3 separate regions of the Mus musculus genome follow, and all the other regions are linked to region 1. The links are chromatin contacts, called in public promoter capture Hi-C maps. All regions are on one chromosome and are shown on one strand. Each heading gives the region's core, a stretch centred on a gene start, on an enhancer-like site or on the middle of the called end of the contact. The rest is flanking DNA. Distances are from core to core; before and after follow the strand shown. Region 1 holds the start of Zfp110 (zinc finger protein 110). Region 2 holds the start of Zfp418 (zinc finger protein 418). Region 3 holds the start of Zfp444 (zinc finger protein 444).

The links. Promoter capture Hi-C pulls out the DNA fragments that hold promoters and counts their contacts.
Region 2: a promoter capture Hi-C map of pre-B cells shows a contact between it and region 1. The contact joins the promoter of Zfp418 here to the promoter of Zfp110 in region 1. A contact is called at or near these places in 3 of 39 promoter capture datasets (cranial neural crest, frontonasal cranial neural crest and pre-B cells).
Region 3: a contact with region 1 is called in a promoter capture Hi-C map of cranial neural crest. The contact joins the promoter of Zfp444 here to the promoter of Zfp110 in region 1. A contact is called at or near these places in 3 of 39 promoter capture datasets (cranial neural crest, frontonasal cranial neural crest and pre-B cells).

What each region holds. Positions count from the first base shown.
Region 1 is chr7:12,833,331-12,836,304 of GRCm38.p6, forward strand. It overlaps Zfp110 (zinc finger protein 110), which reads left to right and starts at 1,431. Exons shown (of 8, transcript NM_022981.5): 1 at 1,431-1,834; 2 at 2,117-2,197; 3 at 2,963-2,974. The coding sequence starts at 2,153.
Region 2 is chr7:7,169,533-7,172,630 of GRCm38.p6, forward strand. It overlaps Zfp418 (zinc finger protein 418), which reads left to right and starts at 1,821. Exons shown (of 4, transcript NM_146179.2): 1 at 1,821-2,026; 2 at 2,605-2,643. The coding sequence starts at 2,000.
Region 3 is chr7:6,170,660-6,173,880 of GRCm38.p6, forward strand. It overlaps Zfp444 (zinc finger protein 444), which reads left to right and starts at 1,854. Exons shown (of 4, transcript NM_028316.3): 1 at 1,854-1,915.

The DNA of each region.
Region 1 (2,974 bases), core at 181-2,680:
ACAAGCTCAGTCAGTCAGCAGGGTCTCAAGGGAGGGAGTGAAGATTGAAAAGAAAAAGACAATTAGACAACATTATAACAGGACTCAAGCCCCTGCTGAGCCTGAAGTGGGTTTATTTTTCTCTAGTCTGTTTTTTCTAGTCTATTCTAAGTACATGCAAAGAATAAGGTCAGTTCTAAGTCAAGGTACAAACAAGGCAATAAACAAAGTCCTGTGGTATTCAGGGACTTACAAAACGATCAAGATCTTGATCTTAGCCCCAAGTCAAATTCTTGCCTGAGCCTACTTCCGTGTCCTAGCCTAATGTCAAATTCCTGCCCAATTCCTAGAAGCAGTCCCAAGAGCTCTCCACATGTATGGATATTTACAGTTAGCATCCCTGGGACTGAGTGTAATTTTAGTTTTCCTCATACATCTCTGATCCTCCATGTCCCTTTGTAGCTGGTCTTTGCAACTTTGTGGGTTCTCCTCTTCCTCCCATCTTTATCCATGCCCCCTTTTTACCCCTTAACACTAGACTGGAAAGAAACAGGAATAGAGGGGAGAGAGGAATTAGGAAATCCCTGAATCTGATTTCTTTTCTTTTGCTTCTCCTTTGACCTCAGCTACTACGAAACCACAACCAACCTCCTCCCTATACAACCAACTGGTCCAGCCCAGCCCCTAGCCTATCGGGCCCTAACATTAATATACTCTCTGAAAAGTTCTCAGAATTCCAAATATAACACAATCACAAAAAACTATCTGCTACAGACAGAACCACGATTCTGCTAGAGCACAAAACAAATCACGGTCAGCTGCTACAGGCAGTCTGAAGCAGCCCCACATCCCTATACCTGGAATCAAACAAAATATTATTTTATAATATTTGTTTGTTCTTCCAAGAAACCAAAATTCCAGGATTCTCACTACATCCCTTCCTCTGCTGGGGAAAACTAGAGAGGACATTTAGTGTAGCCTACCATATTTTAAGTCCACCAGGTCTCCATACTTCCCACCTAAACGTTATAAGCCCACACCACCCTGCCCAGACCACACAACCCTGCCCACTCTACTAATCTGGACGCAAACGCCTGTCCTCTCATGGAAATTTGAGTACTTTTAATTCCGATGCCTAATGGCTTTCTGTTTCTACAGTTACTCCTTTCTTCCTCTCCCTTTAAGGGTACCGGTGAAACTTCAGTAAGATTGCATCCTTTTCTCCTTCCCCACAGTAAACTCCGTTAAATGACTTTGTCTTCTCTTGCCTCCGACCCACAGACAGCCCCAATCCGGATTCCCTCCCCCTCTACACTAGTAGAGCCGTAGGTTCCATCTGTCCCCTCGTCCCGCCTTCCTTGCTCTGCTACGCGGCGTGCCTCGCTCAGCCGACCTAACACCAGCACTTCCGGCCCACCCCCTTGCCCATGCCTAGCTTCCGTTTTGTCCAAGTTCTTTTGCTCCTGTTAGTGGGTTCGATTCTCTCCTAGCCTCGGTCTCTGTCCACAGAGGTACTGGTGCTCAGCGTCTTAGTATCCTTCTTCAAAAGCTGCATCCTAGTTCTTTAGCAGTCAATAACACACTTTTCGGACTTCGGCTTCGCCCGCCAACAGGACAAACGCCGCCTAACTGCTGCCGCTCGACGTCCGCGGGGGCGTCTGGGAGTTGTAGTCCGGACTCGTGAGCTGGCGCAGTTCGGGACAAGACCGACGGGCGAGCGCCATTGTGTCTTTCCGCAATCGTAGCGCTGCGTGAAAGCCCGTCGGGGGCAGCACCCATCTTCTGTTTTATTTGCAACCTCTGGAACCCAGTGTCGGCTTCGTTTGTGGCGCCACTTCTACGGACCCGGGAGAAGGTGTGTAGTCGTGGGTCCGAACAAATCCTAAGGAAGACATCGCGTTCTAAATAAGGACCACAGTTTAAGAAAACCAACCGCCTTTTGGATTAGATGACATCAGCTGTCCCCTCTCGGTTAGAGGGGAACCTGTCTTGTAGGCTTATGGGAGTCGGGAAGAGGATTCACTGGGCACTTTGCAATTTTGGGGTGGACTGGTCATGTCCTGCTGAGGGGTGGGATATGGGCAGAGGTGGGGGAGCCGCTGGGCACATTCCTTAGTGCCCCCCTCTTCCACTTTAGGTTTCGTCAGCATTCTGCCTACTCCTGGGAGAGAACATGGAGGACAGTATGGCTTCCACGCTTCCAACAACCTGGCCCCATGTGAGTAAAGGCTTCTTTTCAACTTTTGAGTCGGCTCAGGGGTCGGCTAGTGGTGAGACGTTTGTTCTCAAATATCATTGAGTTTCGGGAGGAGTTGGAGGACTGCCCAAGAGGGTGGTTACAATAGAAGAAACAAACAAACCGATTTCTGAACCAGGAACTGGCAAGCCAGATTGAGGCTTTTTAATTAAAAAACAATACTATTACATTTGGGGGGGGGGGGGCATGCACGTGTGTGCCACTGCCTGCTTGTAGAGGACAGAGAGTACCTTTCCGGATCGCTACCCTTCTTCCAACATATGAATCCTGAAGATCAATCAAACTCAGGCTTGGTAGCAGGCACCTTTACCCACTGAGCCATCTCACCAATCCTTTTCAACCTTTATTTTTTCTTTTTTTTTTTTTTTTTTTTTTTTTTTTTTTTAAGCTGAGGGTCTGGTGAAAGAAACTGACAAGTGTAAGAAGATAAGAAGCTCATGTTTAGTTTTCAGCAACTACTTTAAGGAAGTGACAATTCAAAAACAAGAAAAGAGGTATAGATGGGAACCAACAGTCCTATCCCCTGATTAGTGAGAAATGAACAGGTTTTCATAGACCACAGTCTCACGTGTCCCCTGATTAGTGTCAGACCGATTTGCTCAAGGATTCAGACAAAGGAACATGAGATAAGTAAAATGTAGCTGGGTCATCTTGCTCAGCCTTCCTATTTTTCTGTCACTGTAGAAGAGGAAAACCCTGGACTGAACTGCATCTTGTGCCTTTCAGGAGTCTGTGAAG
Region 2 (3,098 bases), core at 571-3,070, 5.7 Mb before region 1:
GCAGAAGGTGAAGCCCTGAAATGGGACCTGTCCCAGAAGCTGTTATCTTCTGTAGTCCACACTCTCACCTGTGCAGACTAGTCTCAGTGGAGTCTGGGAACCAAAACCTTTACTTTCTCTTTAAAAGGTGATTTAGTGAATACATAACCTGTGCAAGATATCAGATCTCCATTACCACCCCCCTACATACACACACATCCACACCCATACATCATCCAATGAAACTTTTCTTTGATGAGGCTCTTGAAGTCAACTTAGAAAAAGCACTCCCTTGGAAGTGCTTTTCTGAAGTCCCTTGTCTGGAGTTGAGCTGCTCCCTTCTCAAGTTCTGTGATGAAGAGGGTGTCAAGTCCCAGAGAAACAAGGGGCTATAAGAATACTATTGTCTGCTTGGCCTCTAGTCTCAGCCAGTACCTTTTGCTCCTGTAGGCACTTCTCACTCTGCACCCTACGCTAACCCAGGGACCTCCCTTAAGTTCCCTCAATTTCTCTTTCCTCAGCCACAGGATCTCTTGGCTTACTCTTGCCTCTCTTGATCAGCTTGCTCCTACCCCCTACCCCTTCTCTGTCTCTGTCTCTGTCTCTGTCTCTGTCTCTGTCTCTTCTCTTCACTTCTTCCCTTGAATTCTCTCTCTCTCTTGGTCTGTCTGAATCTTTCTAGATGCCTCAGTCTATACTCTCCCTTACATCTACAATAAAAATTTCCTCTTCCACCATACCCTGGAGCTATTGTGTCTTAATTTTCATTCAGAGGGAAAAGCAAAACAGCCTGAATGTTAAATTGTGTGTCCTTCAGAACAGGTATAAAGTGAACATTTCTAACAAAATTTACTACTGTTTCTCCTAGGATATAAAAATCTCTGTAATGTGCCCAGAGTGATGGCCCATGCCTTTAATTCCAGCACTCCAGAGACAGGAGGATCCCTATGAGTTAGGGAACAGCGTAGTTTACATAGTGAGTTCCAGGCCAGCCAGGCTTATGAAGTGATGCCTTGTCTTAAAACAAAGAAACAAATAATACATTAATAAGTTATTGTATTGAAAAAGAACAATTCAGCCATAGGAAGCTCATGCCTGGGGAGAAAGCTCAGTCAGGAACTCCGTCATTGCCTCACCTTGCCCTCCCCACCCTGTTAGCTTCTGCTAGTGCTGTGAATACCTGATTGGATGATGTTGTCCCTTTATGGTGCTCCTTGTTCTTTCCTGAAGTTACCTGATAGGACATTGTTCTGCGGGGGATCTCCCCCATTAGGACTCACAGATGGCTGCCTTGTTTGGTTTTTGCTGGATATTTTCTCCCAACTAGATGTTTTGGTATTTCTTTCTTCATATTTATTCTTCAATTTGGCTTACTCTATATTTAACTCACTCATTCTAAATGCAGAGTGGCTTACAAAACCTCTCAAGAGAGGCTCGAAAAGTTTTTCCTGTCTGCTGTTTTAACTTTCAAAATTTGGGCTAAATTATCTCTATTTAAAACATGCTACAGTGTGTCGAATATCTTTCCATAAGTAGCAACATATTTCTTCACTAAGCATGGTCAGAGATGTGTCAGCATTGCATCTGGAGTGTTTTCCTTTATAAATACATATAGGTTCCCCCAAATAAAATCCCAAATAAAATCCCCACTCTTCCTTTACTGCAGAAATATTCTGAAACAAATTAAGATCATTGTGAGGATGGATTATGGGCTGCTGTTGGTTCAAGCCTGAGCAGTAGGAACTACATTACCCACAATGCCAAGAGCAGAGTAGCAAACTGCTGAGCCAAAGAGGGCAGTTTCTGCCTGGGAAGGTCGACAGACATTGGGCGGTACTTCCTGCATTTTGTCCTGTCTTTGGTTTAACTGTCCATGGGTTGGTATTTGGAGGATTCTGAGCTTTAAAATCAGCAAGTTAGACTAAAGGTACGAGAGCGAACAGGCACTGGGTGTCGGCCAAGCAGACCATCATCAGCCGCGGCGGCCGTGCACCGGCCCCTGCGTACTCTACAGAGCCGGATGGCGGCGCTGAAGCACCTGGCTCAGGTAAGTGCCACATACTAGGCGCTCCCTCTCCCTAGATACTTTGAGTCCTAGAGCCCCTTGAGGACTCCCGCTCAGCTCACATCCTTATGAAAAACTTAATCCCTGTGTCCAGAACAGTGCCAAGCTCGTGGATGGGATCCGCATTTCTCGTAACTAGTCTGATGAGGCATGGAAGAGTGGGACCAAGAGAAGAGTGATTGACTGATTTGTGTGGGCAGTATCACGTTTGGCCACTTTAACCGGGAGCATTCCAGCCTAAAAAAACGGCAAGGTGAGGTGCATTAACTATGCCCTCACTACGGAGGAGCCAGCGGGACTGAATGGAAGATAAATGTAGCTAGAGGTTATTCAAAATATTCCAAAAGCTGCACAGAGTTAGAGCGGGCTGGAAGAGAATAATATGGAGCCCTCAGGAGAATAAAGCTTTGTGCAACATCCCGCAGCTGCTATGACTCAGCACTATGCATAGTTTAGAGATAATTTAGATATAAAAGGTTATGAAGATTCAGGACTGGACAGGGGTCCAGGTCCATGAAAACTTACCATGGTCTTTGATTCTTACAACTTTCTTCCCACAGGTTCCCAGATCTACAGAAAAGGGTATGGTCTGTATACAGGTGAGTGTGGGGTGTTCTAGTAAGTTCACCAGTGTGGCCACACTTCTTGCCTCACGTTGGTAGTGGAATTCATTTTTGTGGGGGTTCTTAAGAATGGAATGTAACATTTAGCATGGAGGCATATCCCTGGAGTCTGAACACTAGAGAGGACCAAGGCACGTTCAAAGCCAGCCTGGGATACATGGTGAGACCCTAAGAAAGAATGAGTGATTGATAAGATAGCTCAGTTGGTAAAGGCACTTGCTACCAAGCCTGAGTACTTAAGTCAGTCCCCAGAACCTACATGATAAAGGGAGAGAACTGATTCCTGAAAATTGTGCCCTGCTTTTCTACTTGTACACTCACATACATATGCATACTGGGAGAAAATAAATAAATAAATAAATAAATAAATAAATAAATAAATAAATACAAAAAGAGGGAGACTGAGATTTCAAAACCCAGTAGTATAGTGG
Region 3 (3,221 bases), core at 604-3,103, 6.7 Mb before region 1:
TACACACTCATACCCCCCCCCACACACTGTCCTCCACGTAACAAACTGTGACACACATACACACTCATACCCCCCCCACACACACACTGTCCTCCACGTAACAAACTGTGACACGCATACACACTCATACCCCCCCCCACACACACACTGTCCTCCATGTAACAAACTGTGACACGCATACACACTCATACCCCCCCCACACACACACACACTAAATCACAATAAATATGTAGTAAAAAAAAAAAAAGCCAATATAGATAAACGTGAAAATAAAGCTGGGCATGGTAGTTCACACTTCAAATTCTGGCATTCTGGAGGCGGAGGCAGAGGATCATCCTTAGCCAGACAGTGAGTTGGAGACTAATCTGGGCTACAAGAGACTCCGTCTTAAAAAAGTTTTAAATCATATACGAAAAGAATCCAACTAGTATGTGAAAAGCACCACTAGGAAAAGAATGTGGTATTGCAGGCTCGCTCTTCAAATAGCAAAGCAGCTTGTGTGGTTAGCACACTTACCAAGATGAGGGACAGAGAGGGCAGAGAGGTGGGACAGGATTAAGTTTAGCTGTTGTGGGGATAGATCCGTCTCTAAGCTGTAAACTAGTGAGTAAATAGAAACTAGGGCAATGGTATTGTCCATCCACGAATTTGGTAAGGACAATAACAACTCTGCTTCACATGATTTCCTTTGTGTGCCAATGTCACCTTTTTTCGAAGTCCAGTGAGGAGGGGAGAGTCTCTGTCTGCCCCACTAGCTTGTAAGAGCCATCTATCACGTAAACAGAAAGTCTCATAACCTTCTTGCGCTCCTGCGAGTACGTGTGTATGTGGTGCGTTGGGGTAGTAGGTAGGGGTAGGGCTGGAAAGATGACAAAGAGGTTAACAACGAAGCACAAGCTATTCTAGACGTCCTTCTAGCACCTACATGTGGCTCACAACCGTCTGTAATACAGGTCTAAGGGAATCCCACGCCGCTTTCTGGCCTCCGTGGGTACTGCGAGCACATGGTGCACCGACTCAGCGAAACACCCATACATATTACAAAGAGCAAACTCAAAACCTTCTTGCCTTTTCTGAGGTAGGGAAACTGAGGCTTCAGTGTCCGTAGGGGGCTACACAAGCGCCGTTTGACACGTAATATTTTCCTTCCTATTCACAAGACGGGAAACTGAGGCTAGAGAGTGGACTGACAGTATGGGACGAGCGAACTAATTCTCAGAGGTCAGGTTTCGTTGACCAGCCTCAACCTTCCTTTAACCTAGTACTGGAGCGGGAGGGCGATACTGCAACTGTTGTCAAGGAGACGGATCTCCCACTGCTGATCTGAGGAGAACTCTGGCATAGCCTCCACGACCTCCTCTATAGGCGCTTAAAGGTCCTGGAGGCGGGTCTCCCAAGTGTGCTGCCTCCCCCGGTTTCCACGACAACGAAACCACAGATTCCTCTTATCCCTCCCCGACCCGTCCGCGTTTGCCAGAAGTCAGCCGGCGGGGTGTCTTGTGAGGGATGGTAGAGGAAGGAAATCCACGTGAAATCTGGGAAATGTAGTCCAAAATCAGAAGCGCTCTGTTTGCGCCTGTGTGAGCCAATAGGAATCGGGTTTTCTTCTTTACACTTTAAGAAATGTAGTTTTCTGGCTAGCTCGGGACGCACGAGCGTACAGGACTCATCACAGTAGGGCTAATGGAAAGCCGCTTTGTCGCGATGTTTCTTGGGAGATGTAGTTTCCAGCTGGGAGAGGTGGGAAGTGTTGGGTAGAATTAGCGATTCCTAGTGTAGAGAGTGAGGGGACGTGGGGGCGGGGAAGTACGGGTGAATTTGGCGCAAAGCCTGCTGGGGCATGGAGTCCCGATGAGCTTTGTGCGCATGTGCGGGAAGGTGAGGTTGTTTGGGGGGCCTCGCCCAGGAGAGTGAGGTGAGCTAGAGGGAAAAGGAAGGGCTGGGGAGTCCGGTGTACGGGGAACGGGCGGACCACGGGGAGGGGTACCCAGGTCTGGAGGAGGGAGAGGAAGGGAGGGATGGGCGGCTTGGGGGAGGGGGATGATAGGAGGCTGGAGGTGGGGTTCTGGGGGCGGGCCGGGGAGCGGGAGGAACGCGAGATGCAGACGCGGGAGAGTTGGAGGCCTGGGGAGGCTGGGCAGCGGGAGGGGGCTGGGATGTTCGAGGGGGAGCCCTGGGATGGTTGGAAACTGAGAGTGGAGTGGAAGTTGGACCCCACTGAGAAATCCTGGGGCGCCGGGACCTCTAACCTCTTCGAAAAGGATTGCGGGAAGGGGTCTATCCAGGGGCACCGTGCCATAGCAGCGTAGACCGGTGCAGGTGGCTAGTCCTGTGTGCTGGTCACACGTTCACACGCACTTCTGTCGAGTTGAGGTTCTGGAGGATAAGTATTTCTTCATTACAAGCGTATCCGCCTCATTAGCTTGTCGCGAGAGGCGAAATTCATTAATGTGCAGAAGGGGCTTGGAGACAGGTTTTAACAGGATAAGAGGGACTTAAATCTCTCGGTTCTGATCCTCCTGGCTCAGCCTCTCACGTGCTCAGATTACAAGCGTTGGCCTAGTTTTTTTGTTTTGTTCAGGGTTTTTGTTGTTGTTGATGATGGTGTTTTGGGTATGGTCTCCTGTAGCCCAGGCTGGCCTTAATCACACTCGAGAGCCATGCCAAGCTTTAAACCGGTGAAAGTAATTGAATTTAAAAACAAACAAACAAAAATACTCATCTTAACTTTTTTTTTTTTTTTTTTTGGTTTTTCAAGACAGAGTTTCTCTGTATAACCCTGGCTGTCCTGGAACTCACTCTGTAGACCAGGCTGGCCTTGAACTCAAATCCGCCTGCCTCTGCCTCCCAAGAGCAGGGCTTAAAGGCATGAGCCACCACTGCCAGTCTTCACTCCTTTTTATATGCTATTTTAACACCTATTCCAATTTACAATTTAGTCTTGGGCGCTTGTTTCACAGTGGCTTTACGTAAATGACTCACAAGGAGTTGGAGGGTTAATGTGTGTTGATAGTAAATGCAATAGGTGGGGTTTGTTTATTGCCAGGTGGTGTTCTGGGTACTTTTTTTTTCTTTTAATGATTTATTTTTATTTTAACGTGCATCCATATTTTGCCTGCATATGTGTTTACTGCATCCTCTGATTCTAGAGTTTCAGTTGTGAGCTGCCATGTGGGTGCTGGGCATTGAACCCAGGTCCTCTGGAAAAGCAGCAACCAGTA